Regions from separate parts of the Sus scrofa genome. Here region 2 is linked to region 1. Evidence: chromatin contacts called from public HiChIP or PLAC-seq data. All regions are on one chromosome and are shown on one strand. Each heading gives the region's core, a stretch centred on a gene start, on an enhancer-like site or on the middle of the called end of the contact. The rest is flanking DNA. Distances are from core to core; before and after follow the strand shown. Region 1 overlaps TNS1 (tensin-1). Region 2 overlaps TNS1 (tensin-1).

What was found. HiChIP or PLAC-seq counts read pairs in DNA pulled down with a chosen protein or histone mark.
Region 2: an H3K27ac HiChIP or PLAC-seq map of skeletal muscle shows a contact between it and region 1, with 3 times the contacts expected there. The contact joins two enhancer-like sites. A contact is called at or near these places in 3 of 47 Hi-C or Micro-C datasets (embryonic fibroblasts, liver and retroperitoneal adipose tissue) and 1 of 2 datasets of contacts at active chromatin or transcription factors (skeletal muscle).

Annotation. Positions count from the first base shown.
Region 1 is chr15:119,942,043-119,949,727 of Sscrofa11.1, forward strand. It overlaps TNS1 (tensin-1), which reads right to left. Exons shown (of 36, transcript XM_021075207.1): 36 at 6,091-7,685. Among named protein-coding and RNA genes, the nearest start is that of TNS1, 200 kb to the right of the region's middle. Within about 2 kb of position 3,704, at least 7 of the 83 cell types and tissues checked have an H3K27ac peak or open chromatin away from gene starts, as enhancers often do. A contact at or near this core is called in skeletal muscle, where this site is marked.
Region 2 is chr15:120,090,576-120,098,260 of Sscrofa11.1, forward strand. All of the region lies in intron 2 of TNS1 (tensin-1), which reads right to left. Among named protein-coding and RNA genes, the nearest start is that of TNS1, 49 kb to the right of the region's middle. Within about 2 kb of position 4,451, at least 35 of the 83 cell types and tissues checked have an H3K27ac peak or open chromatin away from gene starts, as enhancers often do. A contact at or near this core is called in skeletal muscle, where this site is marked.

The DNA of each region.
Region 1 (7,685 bases), core at 2,454-4,953:
ATGTGCTGCTGGCCAGATGCTGTTTCCAACACCTGTTTTTACAGGTAGAGACTCCCCGTTCTCAGCACAACCCCCTGAGTTAGTGGCCAGTATTCCATCCCCCATGTACAGATGTGCAAACGGAAGAGTAACAAAGTCAAGCAACAAGTTCAAGGTCATGCAGCTCATAGGGATGGAGCTAGAATTTGAACCCAGGCAGTCTGGCACCACGACCCGTGCACGTAACCACTTTTCTACTTGGCTTTCAAAGGAGTATCAAGTGACAGTGTCAAAAGTGCTACCCAGGGGGTTCAGACCCACAAGGCCCTCCTGACTCTGGACCTTGGCACATGTTCTTGATCTGAAACACCCTTCCCCGTCTTGACCCAAACCCACTCCTGTTCACCCTCTGGACCTTTACATCCAGAAAGTGTCACTGCCTGAGGAACACCTACTCTGCTCTCCCCAGACCATCCAGATCTGTTCACAAACTCTTGCTGCACAATGTACCTTTCCTCCAGGGCACTGATCGCATTGTGGTGAGAAATTTGCTGATTCTTTATAGGTCCCCCCCGCCCCCAGCTCTCCCTTCCCTAGTCCGGTTGGCCCAGGATGCTGCAAGAGAAACACCCCAGGGCTGCTCAGCACCTCACAGAATAGATGCTCAGTAAAGATCTGGTGACTTAATGAAGGGATGCATTGGTTGACTTACCCAAAGTAGCCCTGAGGTCTCCATGGTTTTCTTCATCACTCCCAGTGGTCTCCTGCCCTCTTCAAGGACCTCTGCCCCACACACTCCCTCCCGATCTCCCCAACCAGCTGGAGTCCCCTGAGGGAGGGGTCCATAGCTGCCAGGTCAGATGCTGCTCATGTGGGGGAGGGGGGCGGGGGCTGGTGACCTGAACAGGCAGCCCCTGGTTGCCCAGGACCCCATCCTGGAATGTGAGGTTTCCCCAGGACCAAGCCAGGAGTCTAAGAATGGAGCAGAGGCTGAGAAAGGGGGCCCCAAACCCGGACATCCTGTCTCGATGGCCAGAGATGATCTTTAAACCCCATAAAAGTGGGAGCCGTGGAGGCGGCTGTACCACCATCCCCACACGCTGTGGTCTGGAGTCAGGAGCCGGCGAGATCAATATCGTACAGGAGGCTTTCAGCTACAATTCCTCTCTGCTGCCAAGTCTCCCCAGAGGCCTGAGGAAACGGTGGGGAGGAGGCAGAGGCACAAGAAAAGGAAAGGAAATGCATATTCCTTAAGGGCCAACAACGCTGTCATGGAGAAGGCCACGTGGTCTCAATCCTCACACCAGCCCTCCGGGTAGGTGTTAGCCCATTTTCCAGATGAGGAAACTTGGGCCCAGAGGGAGAGAAAAAAAAAACTTTCCCGAGGTCTCCGCAAAGCCAGAACCAAACGCAGCAGAGCCGGCTCTGAGGCCAGCAGGCTCTGAGGCAGGACCCCTCGGAGGAGTCTTAACTGGGGGGGCAAGCCCCGCCAAGTGTGCACTCCCAGATCAGGCCGGCAGAGGGCGCCCTCCTAGGCTGAGCCGGCCGCCCCGCCCAGGATGGAGGCTGGGCGGGGCCTTCTGTAGTTCACGCCCCAACAGACACAGGGACTCCTCCCAAAGCATCCCTTTCGTTTACCAGCAGCCCTTTTCTCCTCTGAACTCCCCAGGGCCCTCCTTATGACACTGCGACGCCCCGAGAGTGTTGTCTTCTCCAAAAGAAGCCATGACACTTTCGGCACAAGCATCCCATCCCCCCGACGCCTGCTCTTCTCGGAGCTGAGCGCCCCTGCTCCCGGGCCCTTCAGGCTCCTGCAGGTTTCAGACACTGGCCAGCCTCCACCGACTGCAGCTTTCTCACGTGCTCAGGCAGAGTGCACCAGGCAGCGTGCACCGGGCCTCCCAGTGGTTCTGACTGGCAGAACTCACGGGGTGCTCCCTCCCTCCTCTGATTGTGCCGCTCTGCTAATTAATTAGCCCAGCCCGGGGTAGAGGTGGGGGGTGTCGGCTCACTGTGGGAGCAGCCCTGACCGGTTGCTGGCCTGGTACCCCAGGAACATCCACCAGAATGTCTGCAGGACGGAAGACGGAATGGAGATGCCAATGTGGGTACTCAACAGAGCCCAAGGAGCCAGATCTCCTGTGTGTGTGTGTGTGTGTGTGTGTGTGTGTGTGTGTGTTCCTATACCTACTGTATTTTTAGAAGCATCTATATCCTTTCCATATTTTGAACTGCTTAGAAACTGCTGAGACTAATAGTCATTTTCACCAACTAATGAGGAAAAGCCATTTCTTTAAAAGGGGAAGGCAGGCTTTGCTCTAAGATCCTTGAGAAGGAATTCCAGAGCCCCTGGATTTAGATTTTCCAAGCCCTTCCCTTCCCACCATTGTCTGCCTATAGGCCCTAGAGGCCATGTTCCCTTAGGGTGACTGGGGTAGAGTCAGCCCTGGGTTCAAGAAGAGACATTCGGCCAGCCTCCTCCCACCTGCAGAGGAAGGAACATGGAGAAGGACTGTCCTTGGGGACTTGTCCCCCTCTGCTCTCCTCCCTACCCATCTCTAGTGCAGATACACCTGCCACGGAAGAGTGCATTTAGGGAGAGGTTCTGTGCCCTAACTGCCTGTAGAATTCCTGGGGAGAGAAGAAAAAAATCCCAGCCCCCCAGCGGGACCTCCGACAGAGTCACGGGGAACCTCTGGGTGGGACTCAAGCTTTGGTACTCTCAGCCAAGTCTGAGACTGACTCCTCACCTCTGGCCCCAGCCTCATCTCTCTGCCCCTCCACCTTCACCTCATGTTCCTGCCTCTTCCCAGGTCAGACTCTGCTCACACCCTGCACATCTGCTGCAACTGGAGTTCCAGTTCAGCAGGGTCAGGCCTCATCCCGCCTGGCCCCAGTCTCTGCGAAGGCTCCAGAACCCTGTCAGCAGGACGGGCCTTGAGGTGAGGCCTGTGGCCGCTCATCTCCAGTAGGGACCCAGACAAGAGTGCTGCAGTCTTGACCTTCCCAGGGGTGCTGAGGCAAGTCCAGGCTCAGCATCTCGGGCCCAGGGTCAAGTGCAGCTGTGTGATACCCACCCAGTCTGCTCGGACTTCAGCACCCGTGCAGGCTTCCTGAGGTTCTTGTTAAAGCACAGGTTCTGATCTGCTCTGAGATGGGACCAGAGGGTCTGCCTTCCTAATAATCCCCAGGGGATGCTGATGCTGGCAGTGCCTGGACCACACTTTTTTACAGGAAATGAAAATGTCCTTGGAGTTCTCGTTGTGGCTCAGTGGTAATGAACCTGACTAGTATCCATGAGGACATGGGTTCAGTCCCTGGCTCCAGTCAGTGGGTTAAGGATCTGGCATTGCCGTGAGCTGTGGTGCAGGTCGCAGACTGAGCTCCCATCCCAAGGTGCTGTGGCTGTGATATAGGCCAGCAGCTACAGCTCTGATTCAACCCCTAGCCTGGGAACTTTGATATGCCTCAGATGCAGTGTTAAAAACAAACAAACAAAAAAAAAACACACCTTATTCAGTATAATAAGGTAAGTGGTGAGCACTCACTTCCTCACCGGCTTCCGCTGCAGCCCTAGCCCATTCTCCCGTCCTAAGGGCACTGGGAGCACAGCTGGCCCCCACCCTGCCTCACTGTGCAGTCCCCTGGAAGACAGGCTAGATCAGCCCCACACACAGGTCCTAGCCTGGCTCTCCTCCCCTGCACCATGACCAGCCTGAGGTGTTCACCTGACTGCACAGCTAGGGGGCATCGAAGGTGCCCTACCCCATCACACAGCCAGAGCCCTGGGCCACCCAGGGGAAACCAGCACCACTGCCCAGCCCTTGACCTCCTGACTAAAGCTGTCGGTTTGCTCTCCTGTCTGCCCATCCCTCATCAGAGTCTGTCTTTCCCTTCTGTGGCACAGCCAGGGAGCAGAGCGAGAGGCGTGAGCTGGGAAGGGCGTGGACTGAGAAGTCAGCTCAGCCTATGCTCGTAGCCTGGCTCTGCCACTTAGCAGCTTTGTGATTTCCAGCAATCTCTGAACTCCTTTGAACCTCAGTTGCCTTCTCCGTAAAATGAAGACAAGGACAGCGCCCTTATCTCTCCGGGTAAGTGGCTTGAGAAAATACACGTATGTGCTCAGCGCCATCCCTGGCACTTAGAGGGTGTGAGGAATGCCAGCTGTCACCAGTAGTGACAAGCACCAGCTCTGCCACTTAGAAGCTAAATGACCTCTTGCGGCCTCAGTTTCCTTGTTTGTCACTTGGCATGGTAACAACATCTGCCTCGTGGGTTCATTAGGAACATTAGACAGGATGAAGCCTGGCACACAGAGGGGGTGCGATGGGTGTTAATCCTCTATCACAGGCGGGGTGTTTCTGCTCCCTGTGTCCTGGTCCCTTAGAGCGGCAGTTTTCAAAGCACAGACCGGGACCCCAGCGATCCCTGAGACCCTTTCAGAGGTTGTGTGAAGTCAAAACTTATCAAACCTAATTTCTTCATAATACTAACCTGTTATTTGCCTTTTTCACCCTCATTTTCCCACGAGTGTGTGGTGGGGTCTTCCAGAGGCACACGTGTGATATCACAACACAGTGAGTGCAGGAGCACATAGGAGAACCCAGCTGGCTTCTGTTAAGCCAGGCATGAAGGAAGCTTTTCAAAAATGCAAAACGGTGTTACCCTTCTCACCTGATCTTTTTTATTTTAGAAAATATCATTTTTCATAAAAGCATTAACATGTGGTGAGTTTAATAGTGCTGGGGAAGTGAATTGATACACACTTTTGAAATGTTCTGGTTTAATTTATAATATGGTGAGTATGGAAAGTAGAAACCATATGAATAAAAGCTCTTTGGGGTCCTCAATAACTTTTAAGAACGTTGGAGTTCCCGCTGTGGCTCAGCGATAACAAATCCAGCTAGTATCCATAAGGATGCGAGTTCAATCCCTGGCCTGGCTCAGTGGCTTAAGGATCTGGCGTTGCCGTGAGCTGTGGTCTAAGTCATAGACATGGCTTGGATCTGGCACTGCTGTGGCTGTGGTGTAGGCTGTCAGCTGCAGTTCTGATTCAACCCCTAGCCTGGGAACTTCTCTATGCTGTGGATGTGGCCCTGAAAGGCCAACAAAAAAAAAAAAAAAAAGGAAGGAAGGAAAACCGAATGTAAAGGAGTCCTGGGACCAAACAGTTGGAGGAGCTGCCCTCGGTACTCACTATGCTGGCCCCATGGGGGTCTCAGCACACGCTCACCATATCAGCTCATCGGAGCTCAAAACAACTCGATGGGGAACCGCAGCTGTGGCATGTGTTTATTTGCCATCTCCCCAGGAACCCTGCACTGCGCTAGGTGTGCCTCATCTCAAACTTCCTGAATTGCAAGGAATCCACCCAGGACCACTGGGCCCGGGGTCCAAGTGAGATGCCCACGGGCCATCCGATGGGCAGTCATGGGTTCTGCCTGGCAGCCTCTCTTCCCCCTGCCTCTGAGAAACCCCAGCTCATCAGGGACCAGCTACCGCCCCATTCTCCATCTCTGTGGTTCAGAAGGCTCCAGAAGCCATCACGTGACCCAGATCTAGATGGAACCCTTGGTTCCGAATTAGTCACAGGACCCAAGCAGGGTCTATCAGAGCCCATGAGCATTTGTCCCAGGTCTTTGTTGACAACACTGGGGAGAAAAAAAAAAAAAAGGAGCTTTTTAGTGGTAGGAAGAGAGCCTGAGGCCTCGAGGGGCCATATTCTGGAGCATCCGGTGGTACCGCCACTGGGAGAGAGTCTGCCTGAGAACTCAGCCAACTCAGAACCAGGTAATAGAGCCAAATTCCTGATTCTGCCATTTGAGCTCTTGGATCCAGCTGTGCTTGGACTTCTTGGTCACATGTCCCACTCGATTCCTTTTTCTCCTCCCCCCACCCCATTAAACCATGTTGAGTTGAGTTTCTTTTCTAGCTAAAAGAATCCAGATGAAAAACTCATCGTAAGCAGACCCACGACCTGGATGGTAGGTAGGCAAGCGGCTGGGAGGATTTGGGGAAGCCCACCACGCACCCAGAGCCTGGCCGAGGCCCCTTCCGCCCACTGGAGAGCTGACAGTCCCCCTTTCCAAACAACACAGCTACATAATGGCACTGATTTTTCTTTCACTTTATCATGTATAAAGCCATACGATGGATCGCAAAGAAACGAAGCAGCTGTACAGGAGCGGGACAGCCTCAGTGTACAATACATTCATATCCAGTAAGTAGCATACATTAGGGTTTATACAAGGTGGCAGAGTTCTAGGCACGATGATAACAAAATAGAAAGTATATTTCCATCTGTATAAATACACAGCCAGAGGTTGGGGAGGATGCTAGGTTATTCTGTTTCTCCTGCCGAGGGCCTGGAGGTGGGGGGAGGGGGGGGAAGGAATTTCTTACATCTGTTTTGAAGGACATGTGGGAGAGGAGAGAAGTGGGGAAACACAGCACGCGTGCACAGATGGGCTCTCTTGCACGTGTGGACACACAGGAGAGCCTCAAACCCTTGCACACTGATTAGAAACAAAAGTGGCCTAGCCTGCTCCGGTCAGCTCGCCGCTGCGAAGAGCCCCGGTGTGGGAAGTGAACAGAGAGGTCCTCCAACCTTTGGGACATCTGAGGACAGAGGAGTGCCACCTGGTGTGGCCCATCCCCGCCATCCATCGCCAGCACTGAGATTCTCCCCCAACCGGGGCCCTAGAGGCCTCGCCTCCGGATTCCTTTCTCTACTGGGTGCTAGTGAACTTGACATCCATCACCCACCACCTCTGACCCAACTCCCAAATTCCCTAAAGAGACGAGCCAAATACGCACACACACCCACACTTGCACACGCGCACGCACACGTCCTGTGTTACCACTGGCAGGGGGACTCCAGTCTCAGGATTTCAGGGCCTGGGCCTGGGTGAAGTGTGGCCCCAGGACTGCCCCCAGCCCCTCCAAGGATCCCGAAGATGGGAGATGTTGGGACTGGAGCAGCCCTTAGAAAGGGCAGTGACCCACCCCCCACCCCTGCCCCTTGATCATCCCGATCCTGAAGCTGGGAAAAACCAAAGAAGGGGAGAAGACCCAGGAGACAGGGGTGGTGGATGAACCTCAGTGAGGAGGAGAAAGTGGGGCACAGATACTGTTTTGGTGACAGATGCATCCACAGCCCCAGCCTCTGCCCGGCCCATCCAAGTGGGACAGAAGAATGCCCAGTTCCTCTCCCTCCCTCCTGAGAGCCTTTACAAAGGCTCCCTCTTATAGTCACTCAGCCACCAGACACCATCCCCATCCTGCCTGTCTCTGATACACCCAGGGATCCCCCAAAACCCTGCCAGGGGAGAGGGACCCTTATAGTCCTCAAGTATTTGGAGCTGCTACAGGAGAAGCTCCAATGAGCATCAGGATCAAAGGGCCTTTCCCCAACCTGGGACAATCACCTGTCCCCAGATCACCTGGCTGGACGGCTGAATGAGGGAGCCAGGATACTGTGGGGCCAGGGCAGTCCACTCCCCCCGGAGCTTGCTCATCCAGCTCCCCTCCTCCTCATCTCCCCTCCAGGTCACGTCTCCGTCATTCCCATGCCTTCCCCTCCCCTCTGGCTCCAGCCGGGAAGGGCCACATGGACCCTGCTAGTCCTCTCTCCCTGCTGATGTCACTGCCTTCCCTGCAGACACCATACTCAGAGGCCTGGCTGCACGGCAAGAGGTAGGCTGGGC
Region 2 (7,685 bases), core at 3,201-5,700, 150 kb after region 1:
AAAAAGAAAAAAAAATTTCTAGGGCATTATGCTTAGCGAAATAAGTGAGACAGAGAAAGACAAATACCGTACGATATCACTTATATGTGGAATCTAAAACTTCAAACAAACCAGTGACGATAATAAAAAAAAGAAGCAGACTCACAGAGAACAAACCACTGGTAGGGGGAAGGGTGTTAGAGGGGCGGGGGTGTGGGAGGGACAAACCTTTGGGTGTAAGGAAAGCTACAAAGATGCAGTGTACAACACAAGGAATATAGCCAATAGTTTATAGTAACTGTCAACGGAATGTAACCTTTAAAGATTATATTAAAGAATAAAATTGTTCTTTTAAATTTTAAATTGTATAAAACCCTCGCCCCTCGGCCCCTCATTAGTCAGTCGACTCATGCAAAGCAGCACTCTGCCAAGCATAGCAGGGATCACCAGGGAGGCAAATGGCACAGGCCTGCCCTCAAGGAACTTGCGATCCAGCTAGAAGAGAGGTGAGCACACAGGAAGCTTACAGGAGCCGGGAAAACTGAGGGGTCCTGTATTCTCTGCTGGAGAAGGCCTGGGAAGTTTCCTGGGGGATGTGAACCAGGACAGGGACCAGCCCCGCTCTGCCATGGCAGAAGGACAGGATTCCACTCGGGTCCTCCCATAGGCCCTCAAGCCCCATCAGCTCCTGAGACTCCACCCTTCTGGGCTGGTGCCTCTCTGCTTCCCGGAACACCCAGGCCTGAGCTACAGGCTTCCAGCCCTAAAAAGGCAGGGATGACAGAGCCCAGACTAACCGTGGAGGAGGCAGTGCCAGGGACTGGCTTGGGCCCACCTACCTGCCCCACCCCACCCAAGCTCCAGCTCCATGGAAACCAACCCCCCTCCCCGAGGGAGAGCAAAGTATGGACAAGTAGGAAGATGGTCCAGGCCACCGACCTGGGTAGAAACAGGTCAGGGACCCAGCTGTGTGTTCAGCGCACCCCACCCCCACCCGAGATGGGAAAGTGTTTCAGGCCATTGGAGAGAAGGAAGGAGGGGAGAGCCGCGCGTGCCCGTGCATAATGGAGGGGGCACCCAGGGAGAAGGCAGGGCCCACGAGACTGGCAGCCTTGCCACCCCCACTACCCTTGTTCCAGCTCACTGGTGCCCACTCCTCTGCACACCTAATAGCTTTGAAAGCTAAGACCAGGGCTGTGAGGGGTCGACCCTGGGGACAAATGTCCCCTCCAGTCTCCCCAAAACATACTCTCCTTCCTATAGCATCACTCGCATTTCTTTTCTTTCTTTCTTTTATGTACATGAATACTTTCATTATACCGCACCTCGTTCTTTTAACCTCCCATTTCTTTCCATCTCAGGGCAACGCCAGATCCATAACCCACTGAGCGAGGCCAGGGATCAAACCCACATCCGTATGGATCCTAGTCAGGTTCATTAACCGCTGAGCCATGAAGGGAACTCCCCATTTAATTTATTTTTTTCTTCTTTTTACAGCCCTAGCATATAGAAGTTCCCAGGCTAGGGGTCAAATTGGAGCTGCAGCTGCTGGCCTACACCGCAGATGTGAGCCACATCTACCACCTACACCGAAGCTTGTGGCAACACCAGATCCTTAACCCACTGAGGCCAGGGATCGAACCCACATCCTCATGGACTCTATGTTGGAAATCACGTTGGGTTCTCAACTCAATAAGTCACTTAAGATAAGCCACAACGAGAACTTTGGCAACTCCCAATTCTGGTTTGCTTTTTTTAGAGTCTGGTAACTGGGAGGGCTTTCCTCCGCCCCCTTCAACACACATCCCGCAACTGGGCCTCAGTTTCCCTTTCTGAGGTGAAAGAGACTCATGGCCCTGGAAATAAGCCAAGAAGACAGAGCAGCTGCAGCTGAAAGCCTTTGCTGGCTACCCCAGCTCCGACCATGCCTGCTCCAGGGTCAAGGGCACATGAAACACCTCACCTTCCTGCCCCTCCCATCGGGTCCCTGTCGGATCAGAGGAAGGAGTGTCCTAATTAAGCAGCCTCATCTGGTCCCAGGGTACTGAAGTTAGCAGAAAGGACTTCATCCTCAGGGCCCACAGGGCCCCCAGAAAGGGGGGGCTGTAAGGAGAGGCAGGCTGGGACACCTAGTGTGGATCTGGAGCTCACCCCAGAAGCCCACCTTGACATCCCATCAAGGGAAGCCCAAGCTTCCCAGGGCTTGGTGTTCAGAAATCTTGAACCCCATCCCCACCTTGCCTCTCCTCTCTGCTCCCTGAGCAACCGCCCCCCCAACCTTGGAAAACAGGTCTGGAGAGGTGGCGGGGGGGGTGAGGGGGAGCAGGAGCAGGTGGCTGGCTCCTCTCATGCTTCAGAGAGGCCCTTGAGAACAACGCCCTTGGCCTGTACCCCCAGCGGTGAGTTACACAAACCACTTCTAGCGGCCCTGACAATCCTGTATTATTTTATATCCGCACGCTGAGGCTGAGAGAAGAGCAGCCCCCGTGTATTTTGCATCCCAGATCTTGGCTACCACCTCCAGGCTGGCCGAGGAAAGCCCCCCTGCCCACTCCCACAGCACACCCCCTTCTCCCCCACTACCCCCAGCTACCACCTGGAGGAGGAGCCGGGACTGGACTCTCACTGCAGGGTGGGAGCAGCAGGTGTCAAGGTTGGCAGGGCTTCTGCCCTCTCCATTCCACACCAAGCCCTCAGCGCACAGGTCTACTCCAGCCCTTGTGGAGTTAACCAACAGGGCAAGGAGCAGGACAAGAGGAATCGGAAGAAACTCCTTGCAGGAAGCAGCTGAAGCAGACCTGGGGAGCCATTGAGCAATGGGCTCGATGCAGAGCAGCCGGCTCTCTGTTCCCCAAACACTGGTTGGGAGGAGGAGGACCTTGACGTCCTGTTTGTGCCCACACCCCAGGCCAGAGGCCACTGCCTTCCTGCTCCCTGAACTGGGTGTCAGAGAATTCTCCGACTCCAAGAATCCCAGGACCTCAACATCCCAGGAGACCTTCAAGGTCAACCCTTCCAACCACATCCCAGCTCAGGAATCCTTACAAGCTGTTGTCCAGCCTCTGTCTAAACTCCCCCCCTCGACGGGATTCTCACTACCTTACAAGGCAGCCAGTTCTACTACGGACCCACCAGGCTTGCTGGAAAGCCCTTCATTAAACCGAGCTGAGCTTCCTTCATCAAACAAAAATCCATTCTGCCCCTTTGAGTCCTCCTCTGACGTCCTACTTTGCACACTGAGTGTTCCCAAATGCCGAAGCTTCAGCCACAGTCCACCGGCAATGAGAAGATGGTCACCGAACAGTAACTTCGTCTCTGAACTCCTCTGCACCCCACCCCACCCCAGCACCTCCCCACCCCAGCCACCAGCTCCCTGTGTTTACAGTTCTGGACCCCGCAGCCCCTATGGGGAGAGTCTGACCTGGAGTTTTGAGGGAAGTGAAGTATGAAGCTTGGGATAAGGGATCAGGAAGGAAAGCCGGACAGGTTCAAGGCCGGGGATTTGGAAGCAGAGGGTTCCCAGGTTGCCTCCCAAGACTTCTCAGCTCTGCATCAAAGTTCTGGCTCCTAGTCCTGCCTATTGAACTAGCTGAGACCCTCCTAGGCCCTGGCCCGTGGTATCCTCTACGGAAAGCAGAGTCAAGGCCAACCGCAAGCTGGATCCCAGCACTGATCCACTTCAGAGCTCTCCATCCAGCTCCTCATCCAGAGCCAGGTCCAAGGCCTCCCTCCTGCACCCCTAGGCCAGAGGGGTCAGAGCAGAGGGTGCCTTAGCTCTAGCAAGGTTTGAGGTGCTAGGGCAGCTCGAGGGTGGGGGAAACTGGAGGAGCTGCCAGCTGGCAGGGGTAGGAGCAACTTAAGGCCACGTCTGAGCCCAAGGGGTCCCCACCCGACCCAGGCAGCTTCAGGAAGGGGCCCAGCAGAGACCAAAGGAGAAAGGGTGCTCTCCCCACACCCTCATGAACCTCTGGGCTTGGCTGTGCCACATGAAAGGGACGCTGAGGCTTCCAGAATAGAAGCCCCTGTCCCCAAAGACTCCGGCATCCTCATTTCCAGTGCCCCCCTTAGCCTCACCCCACAACCTCCTGTCCTGCCCTCCCAGACTAACTCCTTCCCTACCCAGCACCCATCCTGTCCCCTAACTCCATCCCACCCCCTGCAGGGAGCCCAGCCCGACTGGGAGCTCAGCAGGCTTCTCTTGGTCACCCCTTGGTCACCACCCTCCCCGTTTCCTCTTCGAAGACAGTAGTTAACCTAAAAACATCTGGGCGGGCAGTCCTGGCCCTGGTCCTGAACTTGGGGACTGGGGCGGGGGGTAGGGGTGGGGGGACAGACGCCGAGGTTGGCCCTGCATGGATGCTCCAGCAGGAACAACTGGCAGGCAGGGTATCAGAGGGTCTGGGCAGGAGGCGAGCAGTGAGGAGTGAGGAAGGGGAGGGGGAAAGGCAGCTGCATGTGTCTGTTCATTAACCACCTGGATTAGCTATTTCTGCCCAGAGGGGTCAGGAAGGAGTAAGAGCGCTGGCTGGGGGAGGGCAGCAGTGGGAACACATGCCAGCCTGTGCCCATGGGCAAAGGCGCATGGACACACGCTGAGGGGCATAAGGCAGGGGGCCCGGACCTTTCCAGGCCTGCCAAACTCTCCACCGCAGCTGCCTCTTGGTTGATGAGGGATGGGAGTAAGACGAGCCCTAAGGGGAGGATGGTGCCCAGTAACAGCTCCATCCCGTGGCGGGGAAAGGAGGGAAGGGGGCAAGAATGCCCACACCTGTGCCCTGGTCTTCTCCCCCAGGCAGTCCAATGATGGCAGGCAGGTAGAGGAAGGGACCCTAGCGACTCGAGACCGCAGCCTCCCCCAACCTTGGTCAGTTCGTCCCTCCCCACTCACCCCTGCTGGCCTCAGTCTCAAGCAGCCAGAGACACACAACTTCTCCAGCAAACAAAACTCCTTCTGACTGGTCTCTCCCCTGAGCAGGGACAACCGCGCCCCAGACATCGCTGCCAGAACCAGACGCTGACCTCAGGGATGGACAGGTTGGTCCGGAGGGGCTACCTAGCCCAGAGGCTTGTGACCAGACGGGCTGACCTCCCTCCTCCCCTAACTTACGCCCTGATCGGAGGTCCTGACAGCATCAGGGCCAAGAGCGAGAGCGTCTCTCTCACGCCAGCACGCACACCCGACGCCACACTCACCTTTCCGGCAGAGGAGCCACTGGGTGGGGTGGGTGTCTGGGCTCACAGGACGGGGGCAGTGGGCAGTGAGGGGGCAGCGGCTGTGGCTGGCAAGAAGCTGGTTGCCGAGAGGAGGGTGCGAGTGAGCCTTGTGTCCGGGCGGGCGGGGAGCAGGCACAGGCAGCGGAGCTGGTCCCAGGGCCACTGCTGGGAGCAACTGAACGAGGGCGCTGCTCGCCCGGCTCCCTCCCCTGGCAGCCGGCGGGCCGGGCTATTGGGCGCACCGCCTCCTTCCCCCATCCCCGGCTCCGGCCAGCGGTCCGCCCCGCCGCCTCCTTTAACCCCTGAAGCACTCAGCCAGGGCCCTTACGCCCAGCTCCCCGGCTCCAGCTCCCCGCTCGCTGGCTTGGTGGCAGGGCACATATGCCTGGGCATGGCATGCCAAGAAGAGTGCCCTCCCCCTTCGGCCACTGGCTCAGCTGCCTCCCTGGGGACCCTCAGGGAGGGGCGGAGGGCTTTCGGAGCAGAGGTGGGGGAAGAGGGCAGGATGCCAAGAGGTCCAGGACCCCACGGAAGAAACACTGCTGGAGAGAAATGGCCCGAGGATGAGTGGGTGGAGAAGGATGGTTGGTGAGACAATAATAATAACTGCAACTCCCAACTTTGGGAAACTGCTCTGCTTCCTGCTGTTTCCAACTCATTTTGTGACTGGAGATCTTACTCTGAACCCGTTTCTCCCCTTATCTGTCAAATGTGGGGTAAAAATCCTTGCTTTTTTCCTCTGGGCTGAGTTAAGCTATTTGTGACTATATATTCAAACGTGATTTGAATTGAACTCTAGTTAATAAAATGCATGTTCCAAGTCTCTTTGAAACACATCAAAAAAAAAAAAAAGATTGATGGAGAGATAGAAACGTGTTAAAGCAAATACAGTGTTCAGTACAGAATCAGGGCACTTGTCATATTATACTTTCAACTATTTCATATGTTAAAAAAAAAATTACAATTGAAACTACTGGGGGAGGAGTTCCCTCTGTGGCACAACGAGATGAGCAGTGTCTTGGGAGCAGTGGGTCTCAGGTTTGATCCCAGCCCAGCACAGTGGGTTAAGGATCCTGCTGCGGGTTGGATCAGAAATTGCAGCTCAGATCTGATCCCTGGCCCAGGAACTCCATATGCTGCAGAGCAGCCAAAAAAAAAAAAAAAAAAACTGGGGGAAATGCAATTTGAAAAGTTTAGAGTGCCATAACATGATAAAAGTATAGAAGCAGAAAGGGTTATTTTGAGGGGAAGAGAAAAGTCATTTGCAGCACACCTATTTGTATGCCTGGCACTTAAAAGAATATTCTCTCTCTCACTTAATCTTTCAATCTCTCTCTCTTGTTTTCACCGAAGAAAGTGACCTTGGAGCGGTTAGCTGACTTGTCCAAGACCACACAGGATGGCGTGGAGCAGGAACTCTGATCCTACGGGCCGGCTCTGGAGCCAAGCTCCCCACCACTCAGCCCTCCAGAGATGAAAAGGCCATTCTCTTTGCCATCTGGGCCACCTTCCTGTGAGGTCCCGGGCCAGTGACCCGCATGTCTGAGCCTCCTCAGTTTCCCCTGCTGTCCAATGAGTTTGGATCCAAAGATCTTCCAGATCTTTTCTGGTTATGTTCACTAATTTTATGAATCCAGCCAAACCCTTCCCCAGGCTTCAATTTTCCAGAGAGGAAAAGTGACAGGGGAGACCCAGGAGGAATAAATGGCCTCGGCAAAGATTTGGTGGCATCTGGGGCCAGCGTCACAGAGATGTCAACAGGTTAGAGGGCTGCTCCCCCCACCATCATGAGTGACAATGGAGCCCAGGAGGATGCGGGGGAGGGGCACCCTCTCAGGATCTTATGTGGGGAGGGTGGGGATAGAGGCCCCACTGCATCCACCCCCTGCTCCTGCCTCTGCAGCAAGATGACCTCATCTCCTCCCAGATGGGAAGAGTCTGGCCTCCCAGATCCCAAATTCCAGCATCTCACAACCTACCAGCCTTGACAGTGGCCTCAGCCTGTGACCAGAGATGGGAAAAACCTGGCCTCTCTGAAACTGCATAAGGAAACCCTGCCCAGGCCTCCTTGGCCCCAACTCTGGGGCAAAGTGGTCTCCAAATGGCCCTATCCTGCCTCACCCTCATACCCACTGCAGCCCAGGGGCAGCCGGGGGTTTGAGCAAGCCCTGGTGAGGGGAGGGAACTGAGGATTCTACAACAGCCATCTAGGCTCATCCAGAGGTGGGTTGGGGAGCCGCTGTAAAAGTGGAACCTTCCCCCAGGTCATGGATTAGCAGAAGTGTCATCCTCTCCACGGCTTCCTTCCACCCCCGACACACTATCACCCCCTATCACATCTAAGAGTCCCGCCATATACCACATCCAGCCCCAGTTCTGCAGCAGGACGTTTGAGACCCTCTGGGATGCAGCCATCAGCATCTTACAACGTTCAGGGCTCAACTCAAAAGCCACACTCTCCATGGATCCTTCTCCACTTGGCAGGTACCAAC